2 separate regions of the Mus musculus genome follow, and region 1 is linked to region 2. Evidence: chromatin contacts called from public HiChIP or PLAC-seq data. All regions are on one chromosome and are shown on one strand. Each heading gives the region's core, a stretch centred on a gene start, on an enhancer-like site or on the middle of the called end of the contact. The rest is flanking DNA. Distances are from core to core; before and after follow the strand shown.

Region 1 (6,018 bases), core at 1,377-3,876, 270 kb before region 2:
GAGATCCTGAGTTCAATTCCCAGCAAACACATGGTGGCTCACAACCATCTGTAATGGGAGCCGATACCCACTTCTGGTGTGTCTGAAGACAGCTACAGTGTACTCATATACATAAAATACGTAAATCTTTAAAAAAATAAAACATGATGACAAGCCTAGTCTCTCTCTCTCTCTCTCTCTCTCTCTCTCTCTCTCTCTCTCTCTCTCTCTCTGCCTGCAATCAGGGTGTAACTCTTAGTTACTTCAGCACCATGCCTGCAGGCCTTCCACCTTGCTTCCAGCCATAATGATAAGGGATCAGTCTCCAAAACTGTAAGCAAGCCTCCATGAAATGCTTCCTTTCCTAAGAGTTGCCTTGGTCGTGGTGTCTCTTCACAGCAGTGGAACAGTGACTAAGACAGCTGTTTCCCAGGTATTTTGTCACAGTGTTGAGCGAGAACTAACACAAGGAAGGATTTGGCTCTGGACGTGGGATACAGTCCCTCCAATTTACATGGTTATGACTGGTCAAGATGACGGTGACGGGGCTGAGGATGTAGTTCAGTTGGTAGGATGCTTGCCTGACATGCACAAAGCCTGTGTTTGATCCCAAGCATGATATAAACCAAGTACGGTGGCACATTGCCTGTTATTCTAGCAGAAACAGGTGGATCAGCAGTTCAAGGTCACACTCAGCTACACTTCAAATTGGAGGTATTATCCTAAGCTACCTAAGACCCTGCCTCTAAATAAGTGCCCATGATGGTTTTTATGTGGACACAAAACAATTATCAGCTCAACAAGAATAAGATAGAATTTATTCTTATGCCAATATGAATGGCTCTGGCTAAGATTCAAGTTGCCCTAAGTAACATGTCCCTCCTTAGTAGTAGTTTCATGAGAGTTCATTAGTTATAGACCAAAGAAAGTCATAAGTCAAGGCTTTACCAAACATTCTAGAGAGGTTCCAAGCCTTTTGAAAAAGGTAGCCAGTGCTCTTAACTACTAAGCCATCTCTCCAGTCCTCATTTTTTGGGGGAAGGGGAGAATTTGGGGATATTTATTTGTTTGTGACAGTGTCCCTAATGTAGCCCTGCCTAGCCTGGTGCTTATTATATAACCCGTGCTAGTCTTGAACTCACAAAACTCTGCCTGACTGTACCTCCTAAGTGCTGGGTGCTGATTTACAATGAAGGAAGCAGGCATAGAGAGGTTCAGTAAACCTGGCTTCTCGGTAATGGAGATGGGATCTGTCCTAGTTAGCTTTAACTGTCCATCAAGTTGACACAGACTGAGATAACTGATCTGAGAAGGAGCCTCAGTTGAAGAATTTTCTAGATCAAATTGGCCTGTGGCCATACCTGTGGAGGATTGTCTTAATCTTTGATGCAGGAGAGCCCAGCTCACTGTGGGCAGCACCACCCTTAGGCAGGAGGGCCTGGGTTGTATAAGAAAGTTAGTTAGACCCTCAGGGTGAAGCATCAAGCAGCCTTCCTCCTTGATTTCTGCTTCAAGTTCCTGCTTGAGTTCTTACCCTGACATCACTCATTGTTGGATCATCAACTGAAGTATCAGACAAACAAACCATTTCTTTCTTTAATTTGCTTTTGGTTAGAGTGCTTCTTCATTGTTGCAGACTTTGAGACCACCGGGAGAGACCACCTGAACTCTTATCAAGTTTTAATTAGCCAAATTTTATTAAAGCTGCAACTAACCACAATCTCCTTGGATGGATTTAAGACTGCAACTTTTTAAAGGCTACATCTGCTCCTGGGGACCTTCAGTTCTGCTGGCATGGGACAACATCCTAGGCCGGTGTTTTGTATTGTCTTATCAGCCTCAGGTTGCTCACAGGGCTGGCCTCAGCCCTCTAAGATGGAGTCCTCAGCTACTATATCATAACAGAAGAAGAACAGGCTTCCATCTTGGAGAGCTCACTTTGTGCCCTGCATTTGTAGTCCAGACAACGGAGGGGACTTGCCTGCCATTCACATGGTAGTTTCTTACCGTTAAGGCAATGGAAGAGCCAGACAGAAGTCCAGAAGAAGCCAACAAGCAAAGTATCTATGCCCTCCTGTTCTACACTGTTCCTCCACCCCAACCTACCCTCCAGATGATAGGATCAGTTTATTAAAAAGCAGAGAGCCCTAGGGCATGGCCTTGTGGGAACGTGCCAAGGCCAGCCTGACCCCATCAGAATCAGTTGTCTTGAGCTTGAAGCCTGGCTTTTTGGTCCATCCCCCAAGGCAGTAAAAGGGCAATCAGCTTAACATGGCCAGCAGTGGCAATGGGGACAAGTTTGGAGAAGACAGGCAGGGAAGGGAAAGGATTTCTCCTTAGAGGGAAGGTTAGGGTGAAGGATAATAGGAGAACCAAGAAAACTGAAGCTCAGAAAGATCAATTGCCCACTCAGAGGTACCAGGTGCAGGTCCTCTGGAAAGGCATCCTTGTCCACTAGAGAAGATAGGGGGTGCAGGGAGGGGGATGGGCAGGAGAGTGGAGAGGGAGAGAGGCAGACATTGTAAAAAGAAGGAAAACGTGTGGTTCTTGGTGCTCTGCCCAGCAAGGGCCGTGTGTTCAGAGCTGTCCCCTCCCAGGAGGCTCACTGGAGAAGGGGCGGGTGTTTATGAAGAGCCTGACTCCAGGAGCAGCATGACCTCCTGGCCTGTCCCTGCTGGTTGCTGCCCCGTGACTGCTCCTGGCTATAAACAGCCTGTTTATTAAACCGCAGGAAATTGGCCCCTCCACCACTTGAGCAATTTGAGAGAACAGGAGGTTCCTGGTCAAGAATTTACAAACTGGGAGGGCTGGCTGCTGGGAGCCTATGGTGCTCAAAGACCTGGCTTGAAAGGGCTTTGGGGAGAGTGCCCTCCGTCCGCTCCTCTTGCAGCCTTGCTTAGGGCTTCCCAAACCCTGGAGGCCCTCAAGAGTCAGAGGTGGCCCCTTGAAGGCTATTACGTTGACTTACCTCTTTATTTGGTCAAATAGCCCCATGATTAGAGCACTATAGTGACATCAAATGAGAAGAGAGATTTCAAAAGCACTTGGAGGGAGGCAGGAAGAGCTAGCGCCTGAAAAGTGCTTGTCTTGCAAGCTTGAAGACCAGAGTTCAATCCCTAGAGTGCTCTCGTTCTCTCTCTCTCACTCTCTCTCTCTCTCTAAAAGCTGGGGGTGGGGGTTGTAGAGATGTCTCAGCAGTTAAGAACACTTCCTGTTCCTGTTTTTGCAGAGAATCTAGGTTCAGTTCCCAGTACACACAGGGCAACTCAAACTGTCTCTAACTCCAGCTCCAGGGGATCCTCAATGCCCTCTTCTGTGTTTGGTAGGCACCAGGCACTTGCATGCACACAAAATGAAAAAAAAAAAAAAAAAAAAAGACGGGTGTGTGGCCCACATCTGCAGTCCCAACACTGAAGAGGCAGAGACAGGCAGATCCCTGGGGCTCACTGACCATCAGCCCAGCCATCTTGAAGAGTTCATCTAGGCCTTGCTTCAAAACAAGGGAGGGCTGGCAAGACAGCTCAGTGGGTAAAGGCACTCGTTGCCACAGATCTGAGGAGAGCTTGATTCCCAACCTGTATGTCGAAAGGAGAGAACTGACTTGTGGACATAGTCTTCTGACCTGCATTATGGTCTCGTGTACATGGATCAGGGCACTCCCCTCCAAAAAAAAAAAATACATATATATAAAATTGTTTAAAAGAAAAAGAAGGTGAACTACACTTGGAAAGTAGCACTTGAGGTTGTCTTCTGACTTTCACACAGCTCGGCGCAAATGTATAACACCACACACACACACACACACACACAGAGCACAGGACCTGAGTCCTGTCTGGTTCAGCCGATCACTTACTTCTCCCCATAGCCAATCACTCAGGACAGAATCACTTAGGAGATGAGTGCGTTGCCACGTAGTGTGTCCTTTTTGTCCTTACCTTATGGCTTTGTGTGACCTCAAGGCCACCACACCAAGCTTCTCCGTTACACGCTTGTGCTCCTGTGCCTGGAGGATTCCCTGAGATGCCGGGATTGACATGAAACCCGGTACCTCTGCTGAACAGTTGAGATTTGGCAGATCCATGCTGGATATCCTTTGAGAAACCGCGTAAAAGTGCTCCCAAGGAACCTACCAACTTTAAAGGCACATGGTTGACACTGCTATAGAGAAAGGCAGGCTGACAAAACAAAACCAAAAAAGCATGAAGTGGATTTGTTTGATCAAAGTTTCACCTGACACATGGTCTTTAATATCAAAGACCAGAGACTCCAGGATAGCTGTCTGTGTTTGTACTGGGATTGCCACTGGGGATGTGACTCGGTTGGTACAGTGCATGCATAAGACCCTGGGTTTGATCCTCAGAACCTGATAAAAATGGATAGTGGTACTCACCTGCTCTAGGGAGACAGAGGCAGGAGGATCTCTGAGTTCAAGGCCAGCCTGGTTCTAAATATCCAGTTCCAGGACAGCCAGGGCTACACAGAGAAACCCTGTCTCGAAAAATCAAACACAAAACCAAACAATAACGACAAAAATGATTTATTGGTTTTTAAACAGTGATTGGAAGGCAGACTTGGTGGCTCAGGCCTGTAACCTGAGGCTCAGGAGGCAGAGGCATTGTAATAGTAAATTCAAGCACAGCCTGGGCTGCATAGTAAGAAGAAAAAGAGGGGAGCTGGGCTAAGAATTGTTTTGAACAGGGATGGCAGATTGCTGGAACTGGAAGGGTGAAATGGGAGGACGTGGGAAACCACAGGGGAAAACTCTGGGGAGTGAATTTCTGGGAAAGGGAGGGCATGTCTAAACCCGAGAATTAGACGGAAAATCAGGATATTTACCACTTGGGAAAAGAACAGCACAAACAGCGTCTCTAATTCCGTGGTGAGACATGACCTCCCAAGGACACAGGCATTGCGCCATAATTGAAAGGTGCTGAAAGCCAGCCTTTCGAAGCACTCATCCTGCTGGCTGGCCAGTGTCTCTGCAGGAGTGTTGTGGTTCCCCCACCCCACCCCCCACATTCCAGAGACTTCTCGATGCATTTACACTTGGAATAGGCCTCTGTCTTTTCCATTCTTTCTACATTCTATCAAACCTCATCTTTAAAAAAAAAACAACAACAAAAAAAAACCTATCTCTGTGTGTGTGTGTGTGTGTGTGTGTGTGTGTGTGTGTGTGTGTGTGTATACGTGTACATTTGCCACATCTGAGATCTGAGGACCACTTGTGAAACTCAGTTCTTCCTTCCACCAAGGGTGCCACATACTAAACTCAGGTCCTCAGGCTTGGCCTGACCCATCTTCCCTGCCCACTGATTTTGTATCTTGAAGATAGAAACCCAGTGGCAGGATAGCAGTTCACAGAGGCCTGCACATAACCTTATTTATCTTTTCTTTATTTGTGTTGTTTTGGTTTCATTTGTTTTTGTTTGTTCCGTTTTGAAAGGAGAATGCTAAAGCACGGGGTGGCTGTGGGCCTGTCATCCTCCTGCCTCTGCCTTCCAAGCGCTGAGGTTACAAGCTTGTACCACCATGCCTGGTTCCCCTTGCTGAACCTGTCTGGTTATGGTTTTCTTTTGAGGCAGGGTCTCACCATTATAGCCCTGGCTAACGTGGAACTCAGTAGACCAAGCTGAACGCATAGAAGTCTACCTGCTTCTACCTCCTGAGTGCTGGGATTAAAGGTGTGCACCACCAATATGGAATAGCATCTCTTATAGCCCAGGCTAGCCTTGAACTCATAGTGCTGCTAAGGATGATCTTTAATTCTTTAACGTCCTGCCTCTGTGTCTCAGGAGCTGGTAGAGCAGATATATGCCTGGCTCTCCTGGCTGAATCTGATTTTTTTTTTTTTTTTTTTTTTTTTTGAGACAGGGTTTCTCTGTGTAGCCTGGCTGTTCTAGAGCTTGCTCTGTTAAACCAAGCTGTCCTAGAACTCAGAAATCAAAGGCCTGTACCACCACGCCCAGCTTCCTGATGAGGTTTTTTTTTTTTTTTAAGATTTATTTATTACTGGGGGTGGGTGGGTATGGGGGACTTTTG
Region 2 (5,505 bases), core at 2,974-5,473:
GTTTGGTATCCTCAGTTATTTCTATTATAAATATGTAATGAATATCTTTTGATATAACTCTTGAGTTTATTCCGTTCTAAGGAGAGACACTAGTAAGTAGAACAGATTAGAGACTGTGAATACAGAGAATTTCTAAATAAATTTCAGAAATGTTAAAAAAAAATGGTAAAACACTTCTCAGCAACCTTACAGTAGTGTTTCCCAGTCTCACTACAGCAGTGGTTCCTAACTTGTGGGTTGTGACCCTCTTACAGGGGTTGCCCGAGACCATCGGAAAACAGATATTTGCATTACAATTTGTACCAGTAGCAAAATTACAGTGACGAAGTATATATACTTCGTCAATGAGATAATTTTATGGTTGAGCATCACCACAAAATGAGGAACTGTATTAAAGGGTCACAGCATTAGAAAAATTGAGAGCCATCATGCTACAGCTTTATCATATCCACTAGGAGGCAGGCAACAGCATCAATACCTTGCCCTCATGCATACGCATACGGATACGTGTATGCACGCACGCACGCACGCACACAAATTGACAATGAAGAATTCTTTAAAAGAGTCTAATTAATTTTAGTATTAAAAGTGGTTCAATTATTGATTGAATCCTGATTTTACATAAAGTCTAGCACCAGGAAAACAGCAATTTAAAAAGAGTAAAGCAATAACCACAACAAGACAACCTCTTCAAAAATTAATCACCCCAACCAAGTATTCACGCAAAATAATTTAAACCAAAAAGCTTGAATTTATACAAGCTTAGAGAAATTAATTTAATAATCTGCTGACCTACCTCTTGCCCATCTTCAAGAATAACAGCCCCAGCCTGCTCTACTACTTCAAAAACCATGACGGAGCAGAGTTCTCTCCTTACAGACATGGTCATGTTCGCAAAGGCAGGCAGCTGGTGCATGAACTCAAGTAACTGTTCTGTAAGAAAACACAAATCCCAGTATAAAGATCAATGATGCTTACTTTAACATACAAATTTTGTTAATTCAGTATTCAACTTGTTAATCAACGTAGGACCTGACACCCATATCTGACCTCCATAGCATTGCACACATATGATGCACAGATGTATATGCAGGCAATAGAGCTATCAAATAAAAATATTTTATAAAAACCCAGTTAATTTAGTAGGTTATATGTGTACACATATAAATTTATAAACTGTATGTATATTTACCGTCGCATATATATACTGGTATATTGAAAGATATCATTCAAAACACCCAGAGAAACAGGAAACCACAAAGGTTCAAACAAAGCTGTAGCATCTATCTGATTTGCCTAGCTGGAGATGTCACTTGATTGGTGGTGCAACTTAGTGCTGTACTTTGATCTAACAGATTTGCAAAAACCCTTTTGTCTATTACTTTTAGGCTAGAATTTTCTTTTTCTTAATTCTACTGGTAACATCAGTCAGTAAGTTAGGGATAACTAAAGTGATGTATAGCTCAAGATTTGTTAAATCAACTAGTTAACTAGTTTTACTAAAAATTTACTATTTTTACTAAATGTTTATGGGTTTGAGGCTATTTTTTGATTAAAAACACATTAAGTAATAAAGATAAAAATAAGAGAAATATACACACACATCTGCAATAAGATAAACGAACTTCAATAAAAATAGCTATACAAAGAAGGTATATACTCATAGGTATTTGGAATTCATAAAATGTAGTGTCTGTGCGGTTGTTTACAGCACAAGTCTAAACAGTGGTTATTTAACAATATTCTATCTTTATAATGGCAGACAATATATAAAAATATACTGGCCATTGCTAATAAAAGTTAAAATTTTCACTAACATTGACTTCTAATATGAACAGCAATAAGATAATAAAAAATCCAAGATAAAATCGTAAATGGGGGCTGGTGAGATGGCTCAGTGGGTAAGAGCACCCGACTACTCTTCAAAGGTTCCGAGTTCAAATCCCAGCAACCACATGGTGGCTCACAACCATCCGTAACGAGATCTGACTCCCTCTTCTGGAGTGTCTGAAGACAGCTACAGTGTACTTACATATAATAAATAAATCTTAAAAAAAAATATCGTAATTGAACAGTAGCAATATGTAACTGACTCAAAGTAAACTTAGTTCCTTAACCATCTTTAGATTCAATTTTTCAATTAAAAACATATTATCTAACTGTAAGAAATTAAGAAATACACAAAAAGCTTTATAATTTTAATGAGGGTAACATTAATGAGGGTGGCACAAATGAGGGTAAATGAAATATATTTGAAATTGATTTAAAAATTACTTCAGCCGGGCGGTGGTGGCGCGCGACGCCTTTGATCTCAGCACTTGGGAGGCAGAGACAGGCAGATTTCTGAGTTCGAGGCCAGCCTGGTCTACAAAGTGAGTTCCAGGATAGCCAGGGCTATACAGAGAAACTCTGTCTCGAAAAACCAAATAAATAAATAAATAAATAAATAAATAAATAAATAAATAAATAAATAACTTCATGGACTTGAGGTACTACTCTAGTGAGTCTTATGAACCTCAAGATAAAAATCAGTAAAATGAAATCAACATTTTTATTTTATAAACACTCACAGCAAGTCTCAACAATGGCTCTCAATGATCTGACATCTTGATGCCAATGTCCAGGCACAGTCTTCACAAATACTCTTTCAGGTTTGCACGGTGTAATGATTATGGCAGAAGGAATGATAGTCACAAAAGACACTAGGGCATCTATCTACCTTGCTCACCCTGGACTACCCACATCAGAGATCTATTGTTAAGTTGTTAGGGTGAATAAGCAGGCTACAAAGAAAACTCCATGCCATGGAACTGAGGTCTTGTACCAGAAGTCTCATGAGTCGTCATCTTGGACTTAAGATTTTCACACACTCCAGTGAAGACTTGGGTGACTGGAGTTTGCAGGTAAACTCTGACTAAGATTTAAGCTAATATTATCTAGCTAAGTTGTTCCTGAATTCCCAACGAACAAAGACTATGAAATAATAAATGTATATTGTGTTTAGAAGTTATGTTTTGGTACAATATGTTATGTGGCAACAGATTATTTTGTATATAGGGTTAAAAATGTTTATGTGAACAGAATTATTTCTTCTCTCTCTCTCCTCTCCCTCTCCCCCCACCCCTCTGTGTTAAGATGGTTTTTCTGTGGAGCTCTGGTTGGCCTCAAATGTATATATTTCTTACCAACATCATCATCAGTTTTGTCTGCGGGTTCCTTTTCAAGACACTCCCGAACAAGATCTCGACCCTGCAGTGGATCTGTTCTATCAATCTCTTCTTCCTCCTCCTCTTCATCCTCAGAATCAACAGGTCCTTCTGGAAGGCGTGTTAAATCTACATCTCCTACTTCACTCTCTGTAGCCTACAGAAAGAAATTTCAACCACAACTTTGGAAACTTATCAATGCTAGATATCGTAAGAACTAGGAAGCTTCAAAAACTACCATTCACAGAAGATGAAAATGTCTTTCCAAAAGTAAAAAACATTTAGAATACTTTTAATACTATGCTCCTGATCTATACTGTAAATGAAAAGGCATGAATATTAAGAGTTACTACAGTAAATAGTGAGTTGAGCACAGGAAATCCATAATTATAAAATAAGCAATCAAAATGAGTAGTAGTGGAGATTATGACAGCTTCATCTAAGGTCTTACATGCTTTCTGCCCTCTTTCATAGTCAGTTATTCTCTTATTAATCTCCTTTCCTGAGCCCAAAGATTCAGGGAACATCACAGAAGAGAAGGCAGTAAGAGCCTGAAGATGGGGACAAGTGCTCTGAAATACTTCCTTTGTATATAACATGTTGTACTCATGAACTCATAGCAACTGTGGTTACCCACATAAGACCTATATAAGACCAAGGAAGTATAAAATATCCAGCATAATATGGCACTGTTATTTAGAAGTACTCTGGAATAAAATTAAGTCAGTATAAAAAAAACAAAACTCCATTATAGAGTTGCTCCCGAGGCCCCAGTCGTAGCTGAGGATCTATAAAGAAGGTGTAGAAAAGTCACTTTTCTATGAGGGGTAGACACTGGCAGGTTCCTTGTGCTGCAGTAGGATGTATAAATATGTGTGTATGTGACCATAAATACAAGTTTCAAAGAGTTAAAAATAGGAACAAAGCTAAAAATGAACAGGAAGAGGAGAGGCAGGGAAATGGGAAGGAGAACTCTTGAGTAAGAGAAGCAGAACCAGAAAGAGCAATGAAGCAACAGAAATACAACATACTGGGCAGAGAAAGAGTGCCAGCAACAGGATCACAGAGAAGAATGGAGAAAAAACAGGTAAGCCATAGGACACAAAACGACCTTAGAGACAGGCAGGAAAGAAAGCCGTATCTGCAATTACAGCCTCCCTGCTGTCAGAACTGCTTCCACATTTTCTCTGTGGGCCAGCATATTAATCTTCTGGCCTTTGTTAATTCACATTAGGGCTCAGATGACAACTTAGTCTTGCTTTATGCACAATTTATAGTGCCTTTGGATTCCTCTTTATTTTTAAGTAGTTAATAATCCAGAATGAATATACAATGAGCTCCTTTAAGACTAGAAAAGATGGTTTGTAACAGTCTGCTGCTATGGCCTGGACCATTATCCTCTTTTCCTTTTTGAGACAGGGTTTCATGTGGCCCAGATGGGCCTTGACCTGTAGCCAAGAAGGCCTTTAAACTTCTGATCTTCCTGCTGCCATTTAGGATTATAGGTATATGCTCCTATGCTCAGTTTATGAAGTGCTAAGGTTGAACCTAATGGTAACGGTAAGCACTCTACTAACTGGGCTACATACATCTTCCTCCCTTTTCAACAGTGCTAGGCATCAAATATAGGGCCACCCAAGGCTCCTTTAGCCAAGGCATATCCCCAGATCCTAAAACTTTTTAAAAAAGAGTTATTCATTTATTTATGAATATGAGTGGTGCTCTGTCTTCATGAACACCAGAAGAGGGAATCACATACCATTAAAAATGGCTGTGAGCTACCATGTAGGTGCTAGAAATTGGACTCAGGATTTCTGGAAGAGTAGTCAGTACTCTTAACCATTGCACTATCTCTCCAGCCCATAAAAATTATAACTATTTTCATTATATGTATATGAATGTTTTGGCTACATGTATTGTAAGTAAACTGCATGTGTGCCTGGTGTCCACAGAGGTCAGAAAAGGGCATCTAATTCCCTGCACTGGGGTTATTGATGGTTGTGAGCTGCTATATGGAGCTAGGAGCCAAAATCACAAGTGCTCTTACATGGAGCCATCTCTCCAACACCCTAAAAATTCTTAATAGAAAGAAATCTTAACTTCAAGATGATGGTGCTGGAAGGTGGAGCCTCTGAGCAGCTAAAACCTCACCAAGTTATTAGAATCCTCATGAATGGGTAGTGCCTCACGGGTAGTACTATACGAGGCCAGAGGAAGCCCATCCAACCTTTCTTCCATATGAGGAAATAGCTAGATGGTGCCATCTACAGATCAGAAAGAGATCTTTCACAGGATAGCA

The links. HiChIP or PLAC-seq counts read pairs in DNA pulled down with a chosen protein or histone mark.
Region 1: a contact with region 2 is called in an H3K27ac HiChIP or PLAC-seq map of microglia, with 5 times the contacts expected there. The contact joins two enhancer-like sites. A contact is called at or near these places in 1 of 15 datasets of contacts at CTCF or cohesin (large pre-B cells), 1 of 484 Hi-C or Micro-C datasets (bone marrow-derived macrophages), 3 of 115 datasets of contacts at active chromatin or transcription factors (bone marrow-derived macrophages, embryonic stem cells and microglia) and 1 of 9 other capture datasets (liver).

Annotation. Positions count from the first base shown.
Region 1 is chr11:54,881,754-54,887,771 of GRCm38.p6, reverse strand. No RefSeq gene overlaps it. Among named protein-coding and RNA genes, the nearest start is that of Gpx3, 18 kb to the left of the region's middle. RefSeq lists an enhancer at 3,615-6,018. Within about 2 kb of position 2,626, at least 114 of the 459 cell types and tissues checked have an H3K27ac peak or open chromatin away from gene starts, as enhancers often do. A contact at or near this core is called in bone marrow-derived macrophages and microglia, where this site is marked.
Region 2 is chr11:54,617,744-54,623,248 of GRCm38.p6, reverse strand. Rapgef6 (Rap guanine nucleotide exchange factor (GEF) 6) reads right to left here. Exons shown (of 29, transcript NM_001252494.1): 8 at 3,186-3,363; 9 at 797-933. Among named protein-coding and RNA genes, the nearest start is that of Rapgef6, 98 kb to the right of the region's middle. Within about 2 kb of position 4,223, at least 17 of the 459 cell types and tissues checked have an H3K27ac peak or open chromatin away from gene starts, as enhancers often do. A contact at or near this core is called in bone marrow-derived macrophages and microglia, where this site is marked.